Regions from separate parts of the Ovis aries genome. Here region 2 is linked to region 1. Evidence: chromatin contacts called from public Hi-C data. All regions are on one chromosome and are shown on one strand. Each heading gives the region's core, a stretch centred on a gene start, on an enhancer-like site or on the middle of the called end of the contact. The rest is flanking DNA. Distances are from core to core; before and after follow the strand shown.

Region 1 (3,785 bases), core at 170-2,669:
GGAAGAATCACATCCTGTCCCATGCCCAAAGTGGCCACTGTTCTTTCTTTGCTGAGAACCCTGGTGCAGGCTCAGCAGCGTTACCCCCATGCGGCCCCTGCAGCGGCTGTGGGCCAGGCTTCACTGCCCAGCACCTACGCCTTGCCGATCACAGAGCAGCATGCAGTTTCGCCCTCTCTTTTGTGGAAGGGGATGAGACATTAGAGTTAATTTCCTTACAGGAATCCACTGTTTGTTTAAAAGGTTTGTGGGAAGCAAACCCAAGTGGACATTGGCTCAGGGGATCAAGGGGTCCTTGGACATTGTCTCTTCTCATGGTCTTGTTGGGTGTCCCCCAAATCTACTGTTGTCAGGAGGGAAAAATGAGATATTCTTTTGATGCGAGAGTCTTAACTGAGAGTAGCTCACCACGGGGCCAGGTTACCGTCTCCTGGCCTGGGAGTAGGAAAGGTAAGGAGTCTGTGTTCATTATCTGCTCAGTCTCCAAGCCTGTAAATGACTACATCTTTTAGGATCCTTAAAGACAGGGCTTATTTATCTTTGTATGTCCTGCTTCTAAGCCTGGGACAAAAAAAAAGCTTCATAGAATTTACAGCATTTTTTAAAAAACCTAGAAGGTGCTGCTTAGACTGAATTTAGTGGATTATCTCTTAATTTTTATCTTGAAGCTGCTGTTTGTTTGTTTGTTTTTATGAAAAAAAATATGGCATCATGAATTTGATTTGTGAGTTAGTGGATCCTTCTGGTAGCAGTTTATAAACCTTTGTCAGGTTGGTTAACTTCTGTTGCCTGCACTGACTTCCCGGGTGGGTGGATGGCTGTTCTGAGAGCTGTGCTTGCCCAGAGGTCCTCTGCTCTGGAGGTGCCAGGACATTTGCGATGGCGTAGAAGTCCTTTCCCTCTTCTCTGTTAGGCTTGTGGACACTGCCCAGGTTTGAGATGCCCCCTTCTCTGTTAGGCTTGTGGACACTGCCCAGGTTTAAGATGCCCCCTTCTCTGTTGCCTTTCCTGTTGTACCCAGCTGAACTGACCACACTCTCCTGGTTCCCCAAGACACCCCCGAATAGACTTCCCTCGTGGCACCTGCAGCATGCAATTGTGCTGGCTTTTCGACTTCCCTCTAGAAGTGGAGTGTGTGGCCTTTGACTTCCTAAGTGGTGCACAGAGTAACATGAGCACTCAGGAAATGTGACCTCTGTCCCTGCTGAGACTCATCCTAACGTGTCCTGCTGCTGTTTCTGTAGAAATCGTGGATGGGAATGTGAAAATGACGCTGGGCATGATCTGGACCATCATCCTCCGCTTTGCCATCCAGGACATCTCCGTGGAAGGTAGGCCTTCTGCTCTGCTCCGAGCTGTCCCCGGGCGTCCACGTCTCCCATGCCTTCACCGTCACGCCTTCCTCCCTGACCCATGGGGCAGGAGGTCCTTCATCACAAGCTGCATCCTGGGCTGCTTACCCATCAATGGCGTCCTTGCTCTCTCCTAGTCTACAGACAAGTAAAAGGTGGCGTGCCGGCCCCTATAGCTGCGTTGGCCCCCTCACTTTGAGAAAGCCCAAGATGGCTGTGGGGAGGTGTATTGGAACCACTGCTCTGGGGTTGTTAAATCCCAGAGTAGGGGTGTAGCAATCAGGAGAGAGCCAGGAGACAGGGCCTCCACTTTGCTCCCATAGCACCCCCTGGTGGCCACCTTGCACGTCTGCAAGGGGCCGCCATGGTCTGGGGCCGTGGTCTCTCTAAACTTTTGGTTTCACACTCCCGCAGTTTTTGACCTTTATGTCTGATAGGTGTGTATTTATTTTTCAGTAAATTATATTCATGTATGTCTATATCCTGGAGGAGGAAAGAGCAACCCAATCCGGTATTCTTGCCTGGGTAAATTCCCGAGTACAGCGGGGTCGCAAGAGTCAAACATGACTTAGCGCCTAAACCACCACCACCACCATTGCTATTTCAAACACATCAAACCAAATTTTTAAAAGATGAGATGGAAATATTTTTAAAATACATTTTAATGGCCTAGAAATTAATTTTTAATGACAACAGTGTGGATTAAATTGCTTTGTTATGGGAATCTTGGTTTGACACTTAGTGATACAGCAATGTGAAAGTCTTACGTTTGGTTTATAGATACCTGGTATTTAGGGCTGAAGCGACTAAATAGATACCCACAGTAGTTGCTTAGGGTTCTTGTTAGTGATAATAGATATAAATCTGGTTTTCAAATAGCTTTCTTGATGAGTTTATTCTTTTGGGTAGACTTCTTGTCAGCTCTGAGTAAATTGTTGTTTTTATCTTGTAACTGAAAAGAGCTTGAACTAAAAGCGGAAGCATTAGTTTGAAGATTTTTTTTTAATCATTTTCTTGTGCTTGAATTACTATATTCTCTCGTTTAGCGTCGTTTTAAAGTCCATTTTGTGAACTGAAACCCACTTCACTGAGTACTGTGAGCTGCTTTTCACAGATGTGAACACACAGGGGCAGTGTGGTTCGTGGTCCTCCTGGGCCAGCAGCTCCTGGGGCCCCCTCGGATGCCTGCCTCACTTACTGACACCCGTGTGCTTTACACAGAAGCAGTGTCCATGCGTTAAAGATGAGGAGACCTTGTTTTTTCTTTTTAGATGAACACTAAATGTGACTAGGTGTCCTAATGCTTTCTTCTTACATGACTGTGTGCAATCCACAGGGCACACGGGCCCTCCCTGTCTGAAGAGTCCTGGATTTCAGATTTCACAGACCAATCAACCCTTCCTCCCCAAAGTGGCTGCCCGACAGAGGTTGCCGACTTAATTTTGTGTGGTTGCCATTTCTTTGCATAAAAGAGAGTGAGGGGGAGAGAGTCTGAAAGTTTGAAAGGCCATTTTCTCATTATTTTAATGTATCAGGTGGCGAGTTCTGAAATGATTCCTGGCTTACTTCTCTGTGTCTCAAATAACGTCTCAAACTTTGTCCAGGAAATAGATTTGATGGCCTAGTAGCAGCAGGGTTGAAATCTCGGAGTCTCTGTGTGGACCCCTGTGTGAAAGAGCATGGACCCTGTGGTCACAGGGGTCCTTGAGGAGCCCACACCCTCCTTCCACCAAGCCAGCCTCTGACCTCTCTGCCCGTCATCCCCTTCCCCACAGAGACTTCAGCGAAGGAAGGGCTTCTCTTGTGGTGTCAGAGAAAGACAGCCCCTTATAAGAACGTCAACATCCAGAACTTCCACATAAGGTGCGTGGCAGGGGGCTGAGGGGCTCTTGCAGAAGCCAGGCTGCTTTCCCCAGGGTCCCCTGGGCCCCCTGGGCTGGGTCAGTCTCTGCTCTGGAACAGAACACAGAGCGCTGGGGAAAGAGTCGCTTTTCTGGAAAGGGAGCGTCACCCTTCGAGGCCCGCTCCGTCCCGGCTGCTGCCTGATACATCTTGGGCTGATGCTCTTGGAGCCCCCTCAGGAGAGTGTCCGGGGAGTTCCAGCCTGGGGCTCTGAAACAGAGCAGTCGAGGGCCCCAGACCTTGGTGGGGGGCTGGGGTGGGACGCGACATCTGAACCCCATGGAGCCTTAACCCGGTGCCTGGGATTGTGGCAGCAAGCAGGTTCCTTCCCACTCTGTGTTCTCCCAACTCCTGCTCCAAGGGGTTGTGGGTTCATTTCTGGAAAAAAAAGGAGACCCCTGCTTTGCCCTGAGTGCTTGGCCCCACTCACCCTCTGGCCACCCCCCACCACCTCTCCCCGGGCAGCTGGAAGGACGGCCTCGGCTTCTGTGCCTTGATCCACCGACACCGGCCGGAGCTGATCGACTACGG
Region 2 (3,587 bases), core at 701-3,200, 66 kb before region 1:
ATGCTAGCATTCCTTTTATACCATGCAGCTTCCTGCCCCCATGTATTAGCTCACACTGTTCCTTCTGCCTGGAATAATCTCCCACTCTCCTCTTTGGCTGACTCTTGTTCTTTAAGGCTCATTTGAATTCCCCTTCCTCCAAAAAGTGATACCTGGAGCTTCCTTCCCTATGCTGGTCTCAAAGGTCATCCTCTCTACACCGCCCCCACCTCCCCGCCGCCCCCTACAGTGCCCTGGCTGGGGAAGTATCTATCTCGTTGAAGTATATTTTTGTTTCTGTGTGTCTCTGCTGACTGCCAGGGACAAGGACTGTCTTTTTTCACCCCTAGATACATAACATCTAGCACATCCCCTGACACACGGATGCGGCGCCACAAATATTTATTGAGAGAATGAATGGCTGCAGCACCATCATTACCCTCGATATCAGGTTTAGAACCATAGTTTAGAAGTGGATATAAAATAGTCTGTAAATCTGCTGTCTCCGTGGCTCAGAAGCAGTGCTTCCTCAGCCGGGGACGTGCAGAGGGCACAGTGCTGACCGGTGGCACTTGTATAAATGTGCGAGATTGACTAGTGGAGCGGGGAGTGACCCATCACCCATACCTGCTTACGACAGCAGCAGCTGGCTCTCCTGGGAGTCACCGGCACTTTTTTCCACTTTCCCATCTGTTGGCCTTTCAGGTAACCTAATTCATGGCCCTTTCTAACTCCTTCAGTCACCTCTAAACTGACAGTTGTTTTCACAGTAAACCCAGCCATCCTTCAGGGGCATACATGGATTAAGCACTACTCTGTGCAGACGCTACTGGAGGCCTCTGGCTCCTGTTCTTGAGTCCCGGAGGTCTCAGAGGAGCCCAACAGGGTGTGAGCCCACTGGGGAGATCCGCCTCTTACTAGGACAGGCGTAGAGCAGGCAGGCTCCGCGAGCTTAAAGGTGTTTCTTCGGTCTTGCCCTCCTTCCTCGAATAACAATAAGGCTTTGTTTGTCAGGCACAAGGTTACAGGGTTGGCTTGTGGAGCTCTGAGAACCCGATAAGTCCCCCTTTTAAGCTCATCTTTGGGAAATTCAGTTTCTCCGTCGGGTCAGGGGTGTGTGTTGAGGGGGCGTGGAGTGGGTAGATCGCTCAGAGCTATCAGGGTGCTGCCCAGGTGTGTATAAGGATAGCTCGGCCCTGCCAGCCCGCGGGGAACCAGCAGCGGAACCCGGGAAGCTGGGCAACTTAGACCCTGAGCCCAAGGGAGGGCGGCAAAGGAACCCGCGGCGAGGCGGGAAAGCTGTGCGGCTTCGGAGCGCCGAGGGCTGGCCAGAAACCTGGCTCCGGCAGGGCAGGGGTCCGCAGGGTCGCGCCGCGCGGGGCGGGGCCGGGGCGGAATCAGGAAATTCCCAGGAAATTCCTTTCCATCCCGGCACTCCCCGCCCCCCTTCCCCGGGTGCCGACGTCTCCGGACCCTGGGAAACAGAAAATGAAATGCTTTTCGGGTTTCCTTGCGTCGGTCCCCCAGCCTCTGGCAGTTGTGGGCTTTGGAGCGCGTGGGAGCGCAGGACGCCGCAGCGACGGAGTACCGGGCCTTCCTGCGGGCTGGGAGCGTGTCCAATGCCCCGGCGGTTCCTCCTGGGGCTCCCGAGCGGCGGCCGCTCGGTCCCCGAGCTCGGGGAGGCGTCCCCCGGCTTCGGTCCCGTTCAGCTTAAGCTGGTGTCACATGAGCCGCGCGGGGGAGTGGGAACCAGGGGAGTAGGCGGGGGCGTGCGCGCCGGGAGGGGCCGCCCAGTCCACCTATATGCGCCGCGGCCCGGCTGACGGATGCCAGGAATTCCCAATGAGAGGCGAAGGGGGGAAGTTTGGGCAACTCGGCCTGGCCAATGGAGAGCCTCCGGAGGGGCAGAGCCCCTGCCCCTCGCCCCCGCCCGCCTCTGAGCCCGCAGCGCTAGTGTGTCCGCCTCGCTCAGTGTGCGTGGAGATTAGGTCTGAGCGCCGGCGCGAGGTAGGCAGTCCGCGAGCTCCAGCCGCTGCCGCCGCCGCCTCCAGCAGCCCGCCTTCGCCCGCAGCGCCGCGGCGGAACCGGGCGCAGGGGAGCTAGCCCGGCCCCGCCAGCCCAGCCCAGCCCAGCCCTAGCCCCAGCCCAGATCGTCCCGACTCCCTCCCCACACCGGGGCAGCAAGCCGCAGCCGCCGCCGCCCGAAGAGAAGGTGGAGGAAGAAACCAGCCCCTAGCACGCGCGCATCATCCATCATGGACCATTATGATTCCCAGCAAACCAATGACTACATGCAGCCCGAAGAGGACTGGGATCGAGACCTGCTCCTGGACCCAGCGTGGGAGAAGCAGCAGAGAAAGGTTAGCGACCTCCCCGGCCCGTCGCACCCCCTCGCCCGGGGCAGCTCGGCTCGCGGGGCTCTGGGGTTCTGGGCGCGCACGAGCGGGGGCGGGGGATGCGCGGCCGCAGCGAGGTGGGGTGTTGGGTTACAGGCGCGGGGCGGAAGGGGGAGCGCCCCGGCCCCAGAGCCCGCGAACGCCGAGGCTGAGCGCTGGGAGGTGGGGCCGCCCGCGGGCAGGTCGCCTTGGGGCGGGCTACCCAGGCCGCCCGGCTGCAGTCGCTGCGGCCCCGCGAGGGCAAGGCGCGGGGGCGGTGCTCCGGAGGCTGGGGCTGAGCCCCGGGCTCGGTGGCAGTTAGCTCCGGATCGATTTTCCCTTTCCTTCCCCGCCCCTTGACCGCCTTTCCATATGGCGTGCGGTGGCAGCGCGCTTCCTGGGTCGCCTTGGTACCTGAAGGGGACAAGCTGCCTGGGGTCCTCCCAGCCTCAACCCGCCGGCCGAAGGGGCAGCGGGCATGGTGGGATTGGCACCCCCCCTCCGGGTCTGTGTGGAGGTGGACCTGCCGGAGTGGGGTTAGGGCCGAGAGAACCCGGGGTCAAAGCGGGCTCCCCAACGGGCCCTGTGGAGGCGGGGTCAGGGCGGCAAACCGTTTTATTGCTTAACTCCGTGCTTGGTAACTGCGAACCGAGATGAGCTTGCGTCTGCGTCCTGCCTCTCCGATCCCCGCTCATTCCTGGCAGATGGCAAATTTGGGCAACTTGATCTGAGTTGAGGGGCTCGGTAGGGCAAGGCATTGTCTCTGGGGATATTTGGGGTCAGTCCTTGGGGTTCCATGCTTAGCCACCGAGGCGCGTCCCAGGCCGCGTGCCGGGTGCGCGCTCTCCCACGGGCGCTGGGCTCAAAGCTGGCGAGGGGACCCGGGCACAGTGGCCGGTGGCAGGAAGAGGTCGGAAACCACTCTTGTTGGGGGGAGGGAGCCCCAACCGTGCCTTTGCTTCCTGCCTGCGCGGTGAGCTCTTGCCCCAGGCAGCCACGTACCCTGAACACCCTTTTTCCCCCTCCCCCGCTGCCCGCTCCCATCCGGTCCCTTCTTAACCCCCACCCCCACCTCCACCCCTCCGCTGATCTGGGAATGAGGTGGTGGGGGGGGGACACACAGGATGGCGCGTCCCCCTGGATAGTGCGGTTAGGGCTGGGCTTGAGGGAGAACGCTTATGTCCAAAAATGGTAACATTCATTCCCTTTTTTAAACTTAAAAGGGGGGGGAGT

The links. Hi-C and Micro-C count contacts between places; a contact is called where the count stands out from the background.
Region 2: a Hi-C map of muscle shows a contact between it and region 1, with 2.8 times the contacts expected there. The contact joins the promoter of ACTN1 here to the enhancer-like site in region 1. A contact is called at or near these places in 7 of 16 Hi-C or Micro-C datasets (blood, hypothalamus, liver and 4 more).

Annotation. Positions count from the first base shown.
Region 1 is chr7:78,782,130-78,785,914 of ARS-UI_Ramb_v3.0, reverse strand. It overlaps ACTN1 (actinin alpha 1), which reads left to right. Exons shown (of 22, transcript XM_027971947.2): 4 at 1,245-1,331; 5 at 3,128-3,215; 6 at 3,720-3,785. Among named protein-coding and RNA genes, the nearest start is that of TRNAG-CCC, 15 kb to the left of the region's middle. Within about 2 kb of position 1,419, at least 4 of the 54 cell types and tissues checked have an H3K27ac peak or open chromatin away from gene starts, as enhancers often do.
Region 2 is chr7:78,848,484-78,852,070 of ARS-UI_Ramb_v3.0, reverse strand. ACTN1 (actinin alpha 1) reads left to right here and starts at 1,950. Exons shown (of 22, transcript XM_027971947.2): 1 at 1,950-2,339. The coding sequence starts at 2,235.